Linked DNA regions of Sus scrofa: regions 2, 3 and 4 are each linked to region 1. The links are chromatin contacts, called in public HiChIP or PLAC-seq maps. All regions are on one chromosome and are shown on one strand. Each heading gives the region's core, a stretch centred on a gene start, on an enhancer-like site or on the middle of the called end of the contact. The rest is flanking DNA. Distances are from core to core; before and after follow the strand shown. Region 1 has its middle 200 kb from the start of SETD4. Region 2 overlaps CLIC6 (chloride intracellular channel protein 6). Region 3 has its middle 89 kb from the start of CLIC6. Region 4 overlaps RUNX1 (runt related transcription factor 1).

Region 1 (3,559 bases), core at 653-3,152:
TGGGATGTGCAGTTCAAAACCTGCATGAGCCCGTTGTGTCTGTGTCTGCAGCTCCCCCGATTCACCTTCATCAGCTCCCAATGTGCAGAGGACAGCTAGATTGTCTCAGTGTCGCTTCTGGCTTGATGACAGCCCAGCAGCAGGTGGAGGCTCCAATTCACCCCCGAGAATTGGTGTCTGAGAGATAGAGATGGCCAAGTGTGGCCTAAGCCTTCTAGGATAGCATGTCTCCATGGAAAAGACTTAACATTCCGGAGACAATGAGAAGAGAGCTTCTAATGATGGTACCCCCAGTCCAAGGGCTGCCTCCAATCTGTGGCACGATTTCAGCATTCGCTCCAACCACCAGAAAAAGGGATCAGCGCTGCCATGTGAGGCTCGAAGGGAGCCCAATACAACAAATAGTGGGGAGTGATTGGCATGGCCACCCTCTGCATTTTTCGGATCCCCTTCGGGACTGAAAGGTGCATTTCTGCAGAGCTGGGAGGACTGTCCTTGCTCTGCAGATGCTGCCCTGGGCTGATGAGAACCACCTTGCATGAGATCACACCCTTTTCCTGCAAAACCTGAAGTCTAATGACTGGCTGACAAGTCAGGAGCATGGCAGCCTGACCTCCTGCTCCAACTCAGCAGGATTCTGAAAACGATGCCAGCTTCCATGGGATAAGAGCCACATTGTTCAATTTCTCCTCTGGCCCCTGCTGCTTCCTCCCTGGTTGGATCACCAGAGTGCCCCTAACCAACGTCCACCATGCTGATGTGCCCCTCACCGTCTGCTTCAGGAACCCACCCTGATGCCAGAAGTGGTTCCAGAAAGCAAGGCTAATTAATATAATTTCAGAACTGGACCACCCACTGCCCAGCTAGCAGTGAATCTCTATCACGCAGCTCGAGGTTCAAAGCAGCAGAGAACTGGGGCAGGAAATGCATGGCCCGTGCATTTCCACTGGCTGTTTGAGAAATACAAACAGGAAAGAGCCATTCTGAAGAGGTAAGATTGGATGGCTGTTGTCCAGGTCTCTTGATGTTTGGGAGGGTGACAGCAAAAGCCTGAGGATGTTAACCATCAATGAAATGCTAAGTGTGAAAGGCAGAAGTCCTCCTTGCCAGCTCCTAAAGAGACTCAGCCCTCGTATTCAAATTGCAGAGAAAGCTAAGGATCAGGCACAGGACTTATTCATGAAAATAGCAGGGTTCCACGGGATCTCAACCAAACCTGGCAGCTCTGCTTGGACAAAGCTCAGAGCTCCTGGTGGGAAAGAATCATGCCCCCAGTCCCCAAGTGTTTAGGAACAGATAAACTGATGGTTGCCAAGGCTTACACAAATAAGAGCTATCACAGTGAGGAAGCTCAAGGGGGAAGTTTCTAAACTGTCTCCTACCCCAGCCAAGAGAGTAAATCAAAAACGATATCGTATCCTTGGATGGGTTAGAGGGGGAGGTTTGGATTTTGAAGCTTAGAACTACCCTTAAGTACCTACAGGATGCAGAGTGTGGCTGTTATCATATCACCATTGAATTAATCAGTCTGGGCCCTGCAGAACTCACATCGGTCCTGGAGGGTGACAGACTCCTACAGACTTAAACAAGCAGCAGCCACAGCTGGCACTGAAGCTTCCTTACCAGATAGTCTATTTTTTCTTAAACACAGGCTCAGGTACATGGTGTGCAGCCTTTGATCTGGGAACTCTGTCCTTTCATCCCTATCAAAAAGAAGGATCAGAAACAGTTCACATTTGCTCAGAACAGACAACGGTATTCATTTGCAGTGTTGACCCAGGGCTATGCTAACTCTCTTCTCTCTGTCATAATATAGTCTGAGGAGCCCTGGACAAGCTGGGCATTTGCAGGATATCAGGCTGGGGGTGACATCATGTAAATCAGACCTGATGAGCAAGAAGTGTCAAGGATACTCAAAGCCTTCACAAGTCAGACTCATGCCATAAATAAAATGGGAACTAACCATCACAGGCCACATCAGCAAACTTTTTAAAGGTCTAGGGTCTAGGCATTTCAGGATATCTCAGCCAAAGTAAATAACAAATTATTATCTCACCCCTTCTTAAAAAAAAAAAAAGTAAAACTGCAGCACAATAGCCTTTAGGTTTCAGGGACACTAGTTTCACAGTTGGGAATATTGCTCGTATCCATATAACAAGGGATAGAATGGCCATCAAAACAGGGAAATCTCTGCAAAAGTCCTGCCACAGCATAAATGGCCCTATGGCCTAAGCTTCATGGCCCAGCAGACCCTCTGGCATTAGTAGTACTAGTGATGGAAAAGAAACACAGTGTGGAGTTTTTGGCAATCCAAATTGGGAAAATCACAACTCCGAAACTTAAGAGTTCTGGAGCAAACATGTCCACTACATCTAATAACAATATAGCTTTAGAATAAAGAGCACCCCGCATGCTGCTGTCCCCAACCAGGGGACACGAGGTAATCAACCATCCATGATGAGCTGGGTTCCGTCACACCCAGGAAGCCACATACCCAACAGCCATCTATTGTAAGATGAAAGTGGTGCATCCAGATCAGGGCATAAACAAGTTATCCCAGCAGGTACCCCAGATCTCCATGGTATTCACCATTGCTGCATCAGTGCCTCCCCTTAGCTCATACCCATGGCCACATGGGAGGTCCGTTATGACCAGCTGATGGAGCAGGGGAAAGCCCAAGCTTGATTTATCCATGAGTCAGCTGAATACCAAAGGCACAAGCCAAACAAACAGTGGCTGCTGTTCAGCCTCACTTGGAGGGGGCGGCCTTAAAAGATAGTGGTTGGAGGAAACCATCCCAAAGTCAGCACTTTGGATGGCGCGTACTCCATGTTAAAAGGGAACTGGGACTTGGAAATGGCCAGTGTACAGATAACATGAGGTCCTTACACCATGACTGGACTTGGATAGACAGCAACATCTCTGGGTAGTTTATGTCACTGTCTCCAAAATCTAGACAAGCATCAGAACCACCTGTTGAAAAGTTTTAAAGACTGTAAGTCCCTAACCCCCATCTCAAAATTACTGAAATAAATGCCCCAGAGAAGGAGCTCATACGTCTATATTTTATGAAAGATCCTTAAGTGATTCTGCTATTGCTAGTCCTTGAACTGGTATTTGGAAAACATTTGTTTAAGTGATCAGCAATGCCACAAAGAAGAAAAAAAAAATATTAGCAAATACTGCAAACACACAACTAGTCCTATTGTGGTAATCATTTTGCAACATATATGTGTATCAAATCATCGTGTTGTACAGCTTAAACTTAGAGTGTTATATGTCAATTATATCTCATAAAGCTGGGGGGGGAGAAAAATATATAAATTTTTAAAATCAAGCACATGTAAGACTATGCGCTTTAATATATGTCACCCTCTGGGGTATGTGTTATTACTAACCCATCTGGTAGGTGAGAACACTGAAGTGACCTGACCTACTCAGGGTCATTTAGATGCAAATGATGGAGACAGTATTTGAACTTAGCCTGACTCTGGGGTCCCTGTGCTTAATCATGATGTCTAGTGGAAAATTCACTCAAGAAAAGTGAAGGGGCAAGAAA
Region 2 (3,559 bases), core at 275-2,774, 1.1 Mb before region 1:
CCACTGAGCAAGGCCAGGGATCGAACCCGAAACCTCATAGTTCCTAGTTGGATTCGTAAACCGCTGGGCCACGACGGGAACTCTTGCCATCTTTCAATATTAAAAGGAAAGCATTCTAAAATCCACACTGGTCATAAGAATTCCCTCAATAAGCTTTAAGATATTTCTGATTAACTGACTAGTTTCCACTTGAACAAAAAATGTAAAATTCCCAGTCCCCTCCCTTCCTCACCTCAATACATAGAACTTTCTTCAGTTGGTCACTGAAACCGACATGAGTGTCTTTAAAGCACTAGACTTTCTTCCTTGTAAAAAGACAGTTCCAGACCTTTGGTCTTCCTTTTTTTTTTTTTTTTTTAGCCACACCAGCAGCATATGGAGGTTCCCAGGCTAGGGGTCAGATCAGAGCTCTAACTGCTGGCCTACACCAGAGCCACAGCAGCGCGGAATCCAAGCCTCATTTGCACCCTACGCCACGGCTCATAGCAATACCAGATCCTTAACCCACTGAGCAAGGCCAGGGATCAAACCTGCGTCCTCATGCATACTAGTTGAGTTCATTAACCACTGAGCCATGACAGGAACTCCTGGTCTTCTTAAACATAAACATTACAAAGAAAAAGAGAAAGCAGGTGCCTTTTTTATTTTTTAAGCAAACTACAATTTCCAAAGAATTATGCAAATGAGCTAGAGAATTCTCAACAAATTGAGAAAGCTGAATCTGAACATTTTAGAGGTAATCAGAATTTCCATGGCTACTCTCCCACCCACCACGCTTCCTCCTCCCTTCTTTCCTCAGGTTTTTTTTTGGGGGGAGGGGTGTTTTCAGGGCTGCGCCTGCGGCATGTGGAAGTTCCCAGGTTAGGGGTCGAAATCTGAGCCATAGCTGCTGGGTTGTACCACAGCCACAGCAACGTGGCATCCGAGCCAGGTCTTCAACCTACACCACAGCTCATGGCAACACTGGCTCCTTAACCCACTTAGAGAGGCCAAGGGTCAAACCTGTGACCTCATGGATACAAGTCAGGTTTGTTTCCACTGAGCCAGGATGGAAACTACCTCCTCATGGTTTTTTAAATGAGACTCCAGAGATAATTTATACGTCTCCAACTGTTATTTTCCTATCATAAGCAAAGTATGCACAAGTCAGCTGCTGATCTCAAATCGAGATGCATTAGTAAAGGCATTACTGTTCAGGTCCAAAGTTGTGTTTGGTTCAGACCACTGCAGTGCCCAGGACAGGAAGACGATGCCCTCTTGGGGTAATTTTCCTGTGGGGTCTGAAGGGGCCAGGGTATGGAGAGAGACCAAGACATTCTAGTCTTTCCAGGACTTTCCTAGTTTTAAAACGGATAATTCTGGGTAGTAGGAAACCCGAGTCTCCGGCAAATTGCGAAGGTTTAGCCTCTAAAGGGCCTAAAAACGAATCTGTGACATTTTCCACCAAACTCTAAAGAGGGATGGGTGTGTTTGAAGGAAAGGTGCTACGTCGGGAGAGTGCATCGCAAGACCACGAGGGGGCGCCAACAACCTCTTGAAGACGGTGTACAGTCTGACGCTGTTAAAGCCCTTCTGAGAAGGCAGGTTCTAAAAACTACCTTGAGGAACCAAGATCACCAAGATTAAAAAGAACAAAATGTCGGAGTTCCTGTTGTGGTGCAGCGGAAACGAACCCGACGAGGAACCATGAGGTAGAGGTTTGATCCCTGGCCTCGCTCAGTGGGTTAAGGATCTAACGTTGCCGTGAGCTGTGGTGTAGGTGGCAGAGGTGTTTCGGATCTGGTGTTGCTGTGGCTGTGGTGTAGGCTGGCAGCTGTAGCTCCGATTAGACCCCTAGCCTGGGAACCTTCACATGCCACGGGTGTGGCCCTAAAAAGCCCCCCCCACCCAAAAAGAGCAAAATGTCATGGGTAGACCCCTCATCCTCTTGGGAGCGTGATCTGTGACTGTGCCTTGTTACATTTTTGACCAGATGGATCCTCAATCTTACCTAATTGAAAAAAATGGGGTGAAAAATACAGCCTCCTGAGTCAAGAGGAAAGCTATGTTTGGGGCTTGTCTGCCAGACTCTGTGGCCTCATAGCTGACGTGGAAGAGCCAGCAGGCCCTCCTATAATTCAGGTCAGAAGTGTGGGTATAGTTCACAAGTCCGCAAAGAGGAGCTTGGCTTTTGGGGGGCTCGACACAGAGCTTCTTCAGATGACCACCTTGCAAATCCTTGGCAAACGAGGAGAGGCTCCTGCAGGAAGTTTCTGGGAATAGGCTAAGTGCTGCCTGCTTCAGGGTTCACCTGATCGATGTGGGCTTGATTCACTGAACCATCTTAGGACAAGGTTTAGGATTTCCATATGGGAGTCAGCAGCTGGACTAGTTTCCTGTTGCTGCTGTAACAAATGACCACAACCTTGGTGGCTTAACGCAAATGTATTATTTTACAGGTCTCTTGGTCAGAAGTGTGACACAGGCCTCTCTGGGCTAAAACTGAGGCACGTGTTGGGCCTCCATTTCTTTTTGGAGGCTCCAGGGGAGAATCCGTGCCATTGGCTTTTCCAGTTTCTACAGGACACCTGCATTCCTTGGTTCAGAATCTTCCCCCACCTTCGAAACCAGCAATATGCATCTCTGACCATTTTTCTCTAGTCCAGTCTTCCCCGATCAAGCTGGAAAAGGGTCTCGCTATAAAGGATGCATGTGATCAGACAGGGCCCACTGAACCACCCCCATCTCAAAGCCACGGCCTTGACCACCTGTGCAGAGCTCTTTGTTGCCATAGGTAGCATATCCGTAGGTTCTGAGAGCTGGGATGTGGACGTCCTTGGGGGACCATTATTCTGCCTACTGTACCAGCAAATGGTCTTGGAGCTTGTTCTTCCACGTTCTGTCGTTCTCACCCCAGACCACAGCTAGAATGAGTTGTGGTCGAGCATCGATCCACTAGTTATTTTGCTGGCTGCTCTGAGATGGCCCCACTGGTTCTTAACTAACCCCGTCTCAGACTGCAATGGGAAGGGCAAGTCCAAAAACATCTTTTTTCTACCGAAGGCAATGGTCTTGGTTTGTGCTCAGCACCCTCTGGTGCTTTTACTGAAAGCTATCTATGGCCAAGATCAGGCATTCGCTTTAAAATCCCAGACCCCAACTCTTTGGGCCACATGACATGGAACATGCCACATGGGCTGTGATGAACTGGATTCAAGTGGATTCGACAGGATCTGTCAAGGAGCATTTGGCTCCATCTGTCTTGTTGGAAGAAGAGCTGGGCTGTCACAGCATTGCAGGACCCCTGTTTTCACAGGGGAGGCCAGCCCTGCATGGCTGTGTGTGTCCTGGGGAGGGGGCACGGCTGTTGATTGGGCAGAAGGCCTGTTTGCACTCCAGGTGTGGGCATAGGGAAGGCGATGTCAAATTCACTGTCACCTTGACTTTTGGCAAAAGTTTCCCAGAGAGGGAACAGAAGAGCACCCAGCCAAAGGCCCCCTCACCCCTGTCCACTTGGCTATCAGAGTTGTCCCCAGGACTGTCAGTGCCCCATTCACTGTCTGCCCTTTGCACTTTTCAC
Region 3 (3,559 bases), core at 431-2,930, 1.1 Mb before region 1:
GGCTGGCTGGGGCTCCTCTCCTCTGCGTCCCCCAGAGCTCAGGAAGGTGAGGTGGGGCTGGAGAAGGAGTTTATGGCCAGGGAAGCTCAGAGATGGTCACAAAGGAGCAGTCAAGACCCACTGCGGCGGGGGGGGGGTGTGTTACAAACCCAACTAGTATCCAGGAGGATGTGGGCTCAATCCCTGGCCTCACTCAGTGGGTTAAGGATCCGGTGTTGCTGCAAGTTGTGGTATTGGTTGCAGATGTGGCTGGGATCTGTGTCTGGCTCTGATTCGACCCCTAGCCTGGGAACTTCCATGTGCCACAGGTGCAGCCCTAAAAAAGCAAAAATACATACATACATACAAGTTAATTGAAGAGAGTTCAGCTTGGGGACACACATTTCGTGTGCGTGTACGTGTGTGTGTGTTGGAGCTTTTTTACTTATTTAAAACATGTTATCTAGAGCAAGAAATCCCCAGACATACCAGCCCAGAGCCGTAAACCACGAGAGACCAGACAGCCTTCAAAATATGCAGAGATGGCAACTCCTCATGGGCGAAGCCAGTCATGGGTCTTCGAGCGGACTGAGCTGCCAGCAGCCCCCTGGGGTGACTGGGTTATGATGGGGGACAGTCCCGCAGACCTGGCACTCTGCATCTTGTCAGTGCTGGGCATGACGCCCTTTTCTGAGCGCTTTTTGAAGCTTTTATACCCTGCTGGGCTCTGGGCCTCAGATGCAAAGGGAGTCAATAACTCTGCAAAAAGTCACCAGACAATTTATCCCCTTGGCACCAAGCCTAGAATTCTAATCAGTTCTTGACTGCTTCAAAGTCTTCTTGCTTTGGATCTTCCAAATTGAAAATAAATATCGAGGGCAATTACCTTCCTTTAGCCCTCTGATGTTGAAGATTGGTTCTCATCCATTAATTCAAGAAACTTCTCGTTTCTTTGGGAAGGTATTGGCCCTTGGAACTCTTAACTCAGTATCAACACAGTCCTCTAGGTTTTGAATTTTTTTAAAAGAGAGGATTTATTATACTCTAGGTTAGTATTTTCCTATTTTGAAGAAGTCTTGATCATACCAGACGCTCTTCCAAGGGGTAAAAAAAAGCCGGTTTCTTCCTATTACTGGATGCCCGCTATCCTCAGAGCATCCTCAAGAGGGCAGCAAAGTACAACGTCTGGTCGCATTTCCCGGCTGGGGCAGCCCCTGAACCCTCAGAGCGGATTTGGAACTTGCCTCCCTGCGGGGTGCGGAGCGAGGGGTGAAGAGCAAGGATGGTTACTGGGTTACTGATCGCCTTCTTAGGCAGTTCTCTGGGCTCGCCAGGAAAGCACATCCCCTGGAAGGAAAGCCAGAGCTCCCCCAGTCTCATTTTCAGAGAGCTGCGAACATGACCAGACCTATTAATTACTTAATTGAGGTTCTGGGCTTTGAAGATGAAAAGTGGCGAGTTCTGCTGTCTCCAGTCCGGGGAGCTCTTTCTCGGGGCCCTTCTGAGTCTCGCTTTCAAGTTACCAGGTTCATTTTGGTGACCTTCTCGGGCGATAGGGATAACCCATCCCGCCCCTGTGGGTCAAGGGAGTGTTATCTCCTGAAACCACTTCCTTGAGCTCAAGTCACACTAAGCCGACCACAGCGTCCCAGCAGAGGGCTTGGTCGCACTTAGCGTGTGTCTCTGTCACCGTGCCCTGACCGAGTCACAGGCTCCCAGTGGTGGCTGAGAAGCAGCAGGGGATGCTGGCTCATGAATGACTCTGCTGGGCTGAGACCAACTGAAACGGGGGAGCCTGGTGGCTTTGTGGCCCTGCCTGGGGCATAGAGTCTCAGCCCCATAATTGACTGGCACCTCCGGGCACCAGGCCAGCTTGGCCTGAATTCCCTCATCCCGGGGAAGGGGACAGGGAGAGTGGGAGGAAGAGGAGGGAGTCGCCTGCACACGTGGGATAAAGACACAGGCAATAATGGAAACATTAAGCCGATGCTTCGTTTACAAACAACTTTCACATCCGACGTTATCTCGCGGGAGTCTCTGAAAGGCTGCGTGAAGTTGAGGACGTGCGTGGGAAAAGCGGCCAGCAGGATCCTGGAGCCACAGAAAGAAAAGAGTTGCGGGCAGGAAGTGAGGACCCGGAGCAGAGCGTCTTCCTTGAAAGCCCTCCTTCCTCCAGTCCGCCCTCCCACCCGCCTGTCTTCGGATTAGATGGAAACCTGGTTGTGGTTGGGAAGGCAAAATCCGAAATGCAACCATCCCCGAATTGGGACCCGCACCTCAGATTGGAGCCTTCTTGGGTACAGAATTTAAAATTAATCCTTATCAAGCGGGGCTATTGACACACCCTGCAGCTCCTAGTCATTCTTGCAGATGTTGTAAATACTTCTCCTTTGCATCTGGACTGAAAGGCAAGAGAAATCACTTAGGAAACTACAAAGTCCAGATTCACTACCGAGGGCTGGAGAGAAAAGAAGCCCGCGCTCCAGGGCGGGGTCTTTTCCTGCGCTGGGCGAGCGTGTTTTCTTCCCCAGCACAGGTGTCTTTTCACTGCAGCCCAGGGCCTCGCCCGATTTTGCGTTACCTGATGTTTTGAGGGCCTGAGCACAGTTTCTGTGGCTGGATTATTACAGCCTCAGGAGCAAAACCTTGACCTGCTTCGTTTGAAAGCACCCGGCACAGGTCTGCTTAGGTTGTCTTCCACGCAGGCACGTGGATGCGCCGGTGGACGGAGCGGAGACAGGCAAGGGGCAGATTCATCAAGATAGCTGTGGTTGGTGAAGTCCTTTTGGTTACAAACCACAGAAGTGGATTCTGGCTTATCGATTTAATCAAAGTGAATTGAAAACTGGGGATGCTCTGGAGGGAGACTGGGGTTTCACGGTTCAGAGGGGGTGTTGGTTAAGTTGCCCCTTCCTCGCTCAGCTGTCCCTCTTACCGAGAGATGCCCTTGACACCACAGGCGTCAACTCCTGGTGTCTAGGTTTGCTGGTCCAACCACCAACTCCCAAGAGCCTGGGTCTTCTAAGATCAATGGGGTGTGGCTAGAGGGTCAGTGTGAGTGTGTGTGTATGTGTGTGTGTAAGCGTGCACGCTCGACCTGAGGAGCTTTTCCAGGTTGTGTATTTCATATCATATACTTTCATGCATTATTTTGTATGAAACCCTTTGGGGAGTAAGGGGGAGGTCTTTTTTTTTTTTTTTTTTTTTAATACTGAATGCTGAACTCAGCAGGAGAGAGCCCTGAGCTCTAGAACTTTCTTCATTTAACTCTTTACATATTTCCTACAAGATAGCATAGTTTCTTTAAGGGCTATCATGTTTCTTTTTTAAATTTTTTTTCAGGGTCTTTTTTTGTATTTTTTAAATTATAGTTTATTTACGATGTTTTGCCAGTTTCTACTGTACAGCAAAGTGACCCAGATATATATATATATATATATATATATATGTGTATATATATGTGTATACACACACACATATATATACATACATTCTTTTTCTCATATCATCCCCCATCATGTTCTATCCCAAGAGACTGGACACAGTTCCCTGTGCTATACAGTAGGACCTCATTGCTTAT
Region 4 (3,559 bases), core at 518-3,017, 1.0 Mb before region 1:
TATATAATATTTAGGTTGAATCATAGGAAATTGCCATTTCTGTAGGCCTGGAATAGCTAAAAATTGGCAGTTTCCTATGATTGAACCCAACGCATGCCCTAGCAGTGACCACCACATCACTCTTTTCTTCCTTATATCTATCTTCAGATCACTCCCACATCTTTAGAAATAGGATAGCCTTGATTTCACAGGGTTTTCTCTAATATATATTTCACTGATTTGTTAACAGGAGTGGCTCCAGGACCTTGATTGGTCTACTCTGTTTTTGTACATGTTGAAATTTTACCAGGAATGGCAAAACTTTGTCTATAAAACACATTGTTTTAGGATTATGGCATTTACAGTTTCACAGACCAGATTGACTTTGGCTGTCTTTTGTTGCGTCTTTCTACAGTTTTCTTAACCACGGGCTGCCAAAGTCCTGGGGGGTTTGGGTGCCAGGATGGGTTTCCTGTGTCCTGTAGATCAGTTTCCTGACAGTGGCACTACTGGTATTTGGGGCCAGACTTGCTGCGGCAGTGGGGGGGGGCTGTCCAGTGCATTGTGGGATGTTTGGCAGCATCCTTGGCCTTTGCCCACCAGATGTCAGTAGTGCCCTCACTCCCCCCATTGTGACAACCAACAAGGTCTCCAGACTTTCCAGCTGTCCTGGTGGTAGGGGTGAGGGGAGCAAAAATACCCCCACTGAGACCTACCACTGTGGATGTAGGATGGTGTCCTGGGGTAGTTTCTGTTCCTTAGAATTAATTATTCATTAAATGACCAGGCCAGGACTATAGTCTTTACGTCAGCAACAAAACAACAGAGACAAGAATTGAATGTTTTAAAATTTATAAGTTCTCAAATCAACATAGAAAATAACTCCAAGCTCAGGATGGCATGTGGCCTGTGTCCTTTTGTGTATAGGCCCACAGAGAAACTTGATGGAGCCAAGAGCTAGCTCTGAAAGGAAAGCTACCGGGTGAATTAATCTCTTTTTGGAAGGCATCGGCTGTTGATCAACTTCCTCATATTTCAAGTCTGTTATTCCAGCAGGGAGAGCTAGTGTTCTCTCTCTCTCTGTCTCTCTCTCATCTCTCCTCTCTCCCTCCCTCTCCTCAGCCTTCCTTCCCTCCAAATGAACTCCTCTGTAAATTTGGGGTGCATGTGATGAGGGGATATACTCCTCATCAAAAAGGTAATTAAAGTTTACAGAAACAACCGAAGTCTGCGGCAGATCTCTCCACTAATGAGGAAACCAGGAGTCTGACTTTCAAACAAACACTCCTGTTAATCTTTTCAAAGCGAGTCAGACATGTGGGTAGGGGAAAAAGTTGTAAACTGACAGTGGTTCTAGGGCCGCCCTTCCACGGACACTCTCTAGCTCATCCTGAAGCCAGGCCGCACCTCATTCCACAGGGTTCGTCCCTGCCCACTGGGGCCATCTGTGAGCAAGCCCCTGTCACTTGTTTTTGCTCACACAGAGAGCCGTGACATGCTTGAGAGTTAACAGGAAGCTTTACTCCATTTTTCCAGTTAAGATTTCTATAGTCCAGGGAGAAGCCGAGGTAGGAGGAAAAGCATTAGGCAAACACAATTTGTTGTCATCTGATGCAATATTCCGGACACAAATAAATGACTCCACCCATTATTCCTCTTGCTTCATTTGCCCTGAGACAAAAAGGTGAATCCACTGGAAAATGAATGAAAGGTCACCCTGTTTCATGACGGTGTCTGGACATGCTCTGCCAGTCTGTTCCAACCACTACATGGTAACCTGGTGATGGCAGCAAGTTACTGGAATCCTCAGTGAGTCCGTGGTTTGTCACGGACATAAGTAATGGAATGATGTGACAGTCTCAGCTGTCAGGGGAAAATAGCTCTTTCACTTGTGGGCACAGTATCTGTAAGATCTTAGATGTTGCCTGTGATTCTTCTTCTGTCTGCACTGTACCAATGCCACACTACAAAAGACCATCCATTTGGTCTAATTATCCTTTATATATATATTTTGATAACAGAATAGCTTCGGCCCTCTAGATAGGCTCAGACTCAATATACCTATTCACCTATTTGTTTTCATTTTTATGTCCAATTGGATTCCCCCTACCAAGCCCCACCAATCACGCACAGTTCACCCACCCTGCCTTAGCTCGTTTGTCCTTTTGGCTGGCTTGGTGCCCCCTTACTCAGTGGTAGTGTTGGCAGAGATGGGGACCCCTCATATTCCCAGGGAGCTTTTAAAAAGTAGGAAATCTGGGGATTAGGCGGTTCAGGCATTTTAGTTGGGATTGTTTCCCTACCGATGGGGCTAAATATTTGCCATGGCAGCTCAAGTCTTCCTTCTGCAGCTCGATGTGGATGAAAGCAGACCCACTCTGGGCCCCTCCCACTGCCCCCAAAGGATTAAACAGCCTGAGCAGATAATGGCTGCCTTAAAAGGATCTTTTGCATGACTCAGATTAATGCATGCTGTCTGTCGCCCAGGTTGGCAGCTAAACATTATTTAAAAAGAAAAAAAGAAAAGAAAACCTCCAGATGACAACTCTTTTCAGACAAGGTGTGGAGTCTGTCTACAAAGGGAAGAGAAAGAGACAGAGCACAGGTCCCTCCTGCAAAAGGAAGCCCAGGTGGGGCTGGGGGGTGGATTCAGGGAAAGCTGGCTCAGAGCTGTGCAGGCTCTCAAAGCTGGCCGCCAGGCAGCCACTTTTCTTTTAAGTATCCCAACCCCCTCCTGCCCCCAGGCGGATGACAACACTTTTCAGGCCTGGGCTCCAGGCTTGGTTTCTCAGAGGGAGAGCTGCCAAGTTGAAGAGCAGTCTCCCATGCTGTTCTCTGCCACCGGTGAAAGCACCTCTGGAATTCTCCCAGGCCCACCCTCCAAGACAGCGCAGGGTCATGCTTGGGTGCTGAAATGGGTCGCCTTGGTTTTTATCTATTTCACACCCTCATGCTATAAAACGCCTTTCTATTACTCCCTGGCTAACTGAAGTCCAGACTATTCCCAAGTGTAGCTGTGAGAGGTGATTTGAGAGTGCACATGCAACGTCCCTGTGGAAAGAGAAGCCCCCCTTACATCTGAACTGGTCAGTTGGAGCAGCTAGAGTTCTTGGATTTAAGGTGCCCACTGTCTTGGGTGCAGACCAACTCAAAAGACTTCCACAATAAATTCGAAGGGACACACACACAGCAGGGACATTTCCAAGGAAAAGAGTAATTGCTTCAGAGGTAGACCATTGCCAATGGGCAGAGCAGCACCACCAAGAAGAAGAATCAATACGAGATGACAAACGCCTTTGGAATCAGACCAGTCCTGAGGGAACAAAGCTTCTAAAACAACAAGCTAAATGGACTTCATTAATTCCTATCCTGTCCCTTAACTCCTTGGCCCAGCAGGTGCCATGAAATTCTTGGCATCCATGGCTGAAAATAACATGGAAACTGGGCAACTAAGTTGACTTTCCTGTTTCACTACAGTGCAAAAGTATATGTGAAGGCAGTTCTCAAGTCGGGGGCAGTGTTAGTCCTCAGGATGCTTGGCAATGCCAGATGATTTTTGGTTGTCATGACGGGGGCGTGT

What was found. HiChIP or PLAC-seq counts read pairs in DNA pulled down with a chosen protein or histone mark.
Region 2: a contact with region 1 is called in an H3K27ac HiChIP or PLAC-seq map of alveolar macrophages. The contact joins two enhancer-like sites. A contact is called at or near these places in 13 of 47 Hi-C or Micro-C datasets (alveolar macrophages, blood, embryonic fibroblasts and 7 more) and 2 of 2 datasets of contacts at active chromatin or transcription factors (alveolar macrophages and skeletal muscle).
Region 3: an H3K27ac HiChIP or PLAC-seq map of alveolar macrophages shows a contact between it and region 1. The contact joins two enhancer-like sites. A contact is called at or near these places in 26 of 47 Hi-C or Micro-C datasets (alveolar macrophages, blood, embryonic fibroblasts and 13 more) and 2 of 2 datasets of contacts at active chromatin or transcription factors (alveolar macrophages and skeletal muscle).
Region 4: a contact with region 1 is called in an H3K27ac HiChIP or PLAC-seq map of alveolar macrophages. The contact joins two enhancer-like sites. A contact is called at or near these places in 1 of 47 Hi-C or Micro-C datasets (embryonic fibroblasts) and 2 of 2 datasets of contacts at active chromatin or transcription factors (alveolar macrophages and skeletal muscle).

Annotation. Positions count from the first base shown.
Region 1 is chr13:199,387,894-199,391,452 of Sscrofa11.1, forward strand. No RefSeq gene overlaps it. Among named protein-coding and RNA genes, the nearest start is that of SETD4, 200 kb to the right of the region's middle. Within about 2 kb of position 1,903, at least 5 of the 83 cell types and tissues checked have an H3K27ac peak or open chromatin away from gene starts, as enhancers often do. A contact at or near this core is called in alveolar macrophages and retroperitoneal adipose tissue, where this site is marked.
Region 2 is chr13:198,273,552-198,277,110 of Sscrofa11.1, forward strand. All of the region lies in intron 1 of CLIC6 (chloride intracellular channel protein 6), which reads left to right. Among named protein-coding and RNA genes, the nearest start is that of CLIC6, 25 kb to the left of the region's middle. Within about 2 kb of position 1,525, at least 1 of the 83 cell types and tissues checked has an H3K27ac peak or open chromatin away from gene starts, as enhancers often do. A contact at or near this core is called in alveolar macrophages, where this site is marked.
Region 3 is chr13:198,338,016-198,341,574 of Sscrofa11.1, forward strand. No RefSeq gene overlaps it. Among named protein-coding and RNA genes, the nearest start is that of CLIC6, 89 kb to the left of the region's middle. Within about 2 kb of position 1,681, at least 20 of the 83 cell types and tissues checked have an H3K27ac peak or open chromatin away from gene starts, as enhancers often do. A contact at or near this core is called in alveolar macrophages and retroperitoneal adipose tissue, where this site is marked.
Region 4 is chr13:198,377,529-198,381,087 of Sscrofa11.1, forward strand. All of the region lies in intron 7 of RUNX1 (runt related transcription factor 1), which reads right to left. Among named protein-coding and RNA genes, the nearest start is that of CLIC6, 130 kb to the left of the region's middle. Within about 2 kb of position 1,768, at least 16 of the 83 cell types and tissues checked have an H3K27ac peak or open chromatin away from gene starts, as enhancers often do. A contact at or near this core is called in alveolar macrophages, where this site is marked.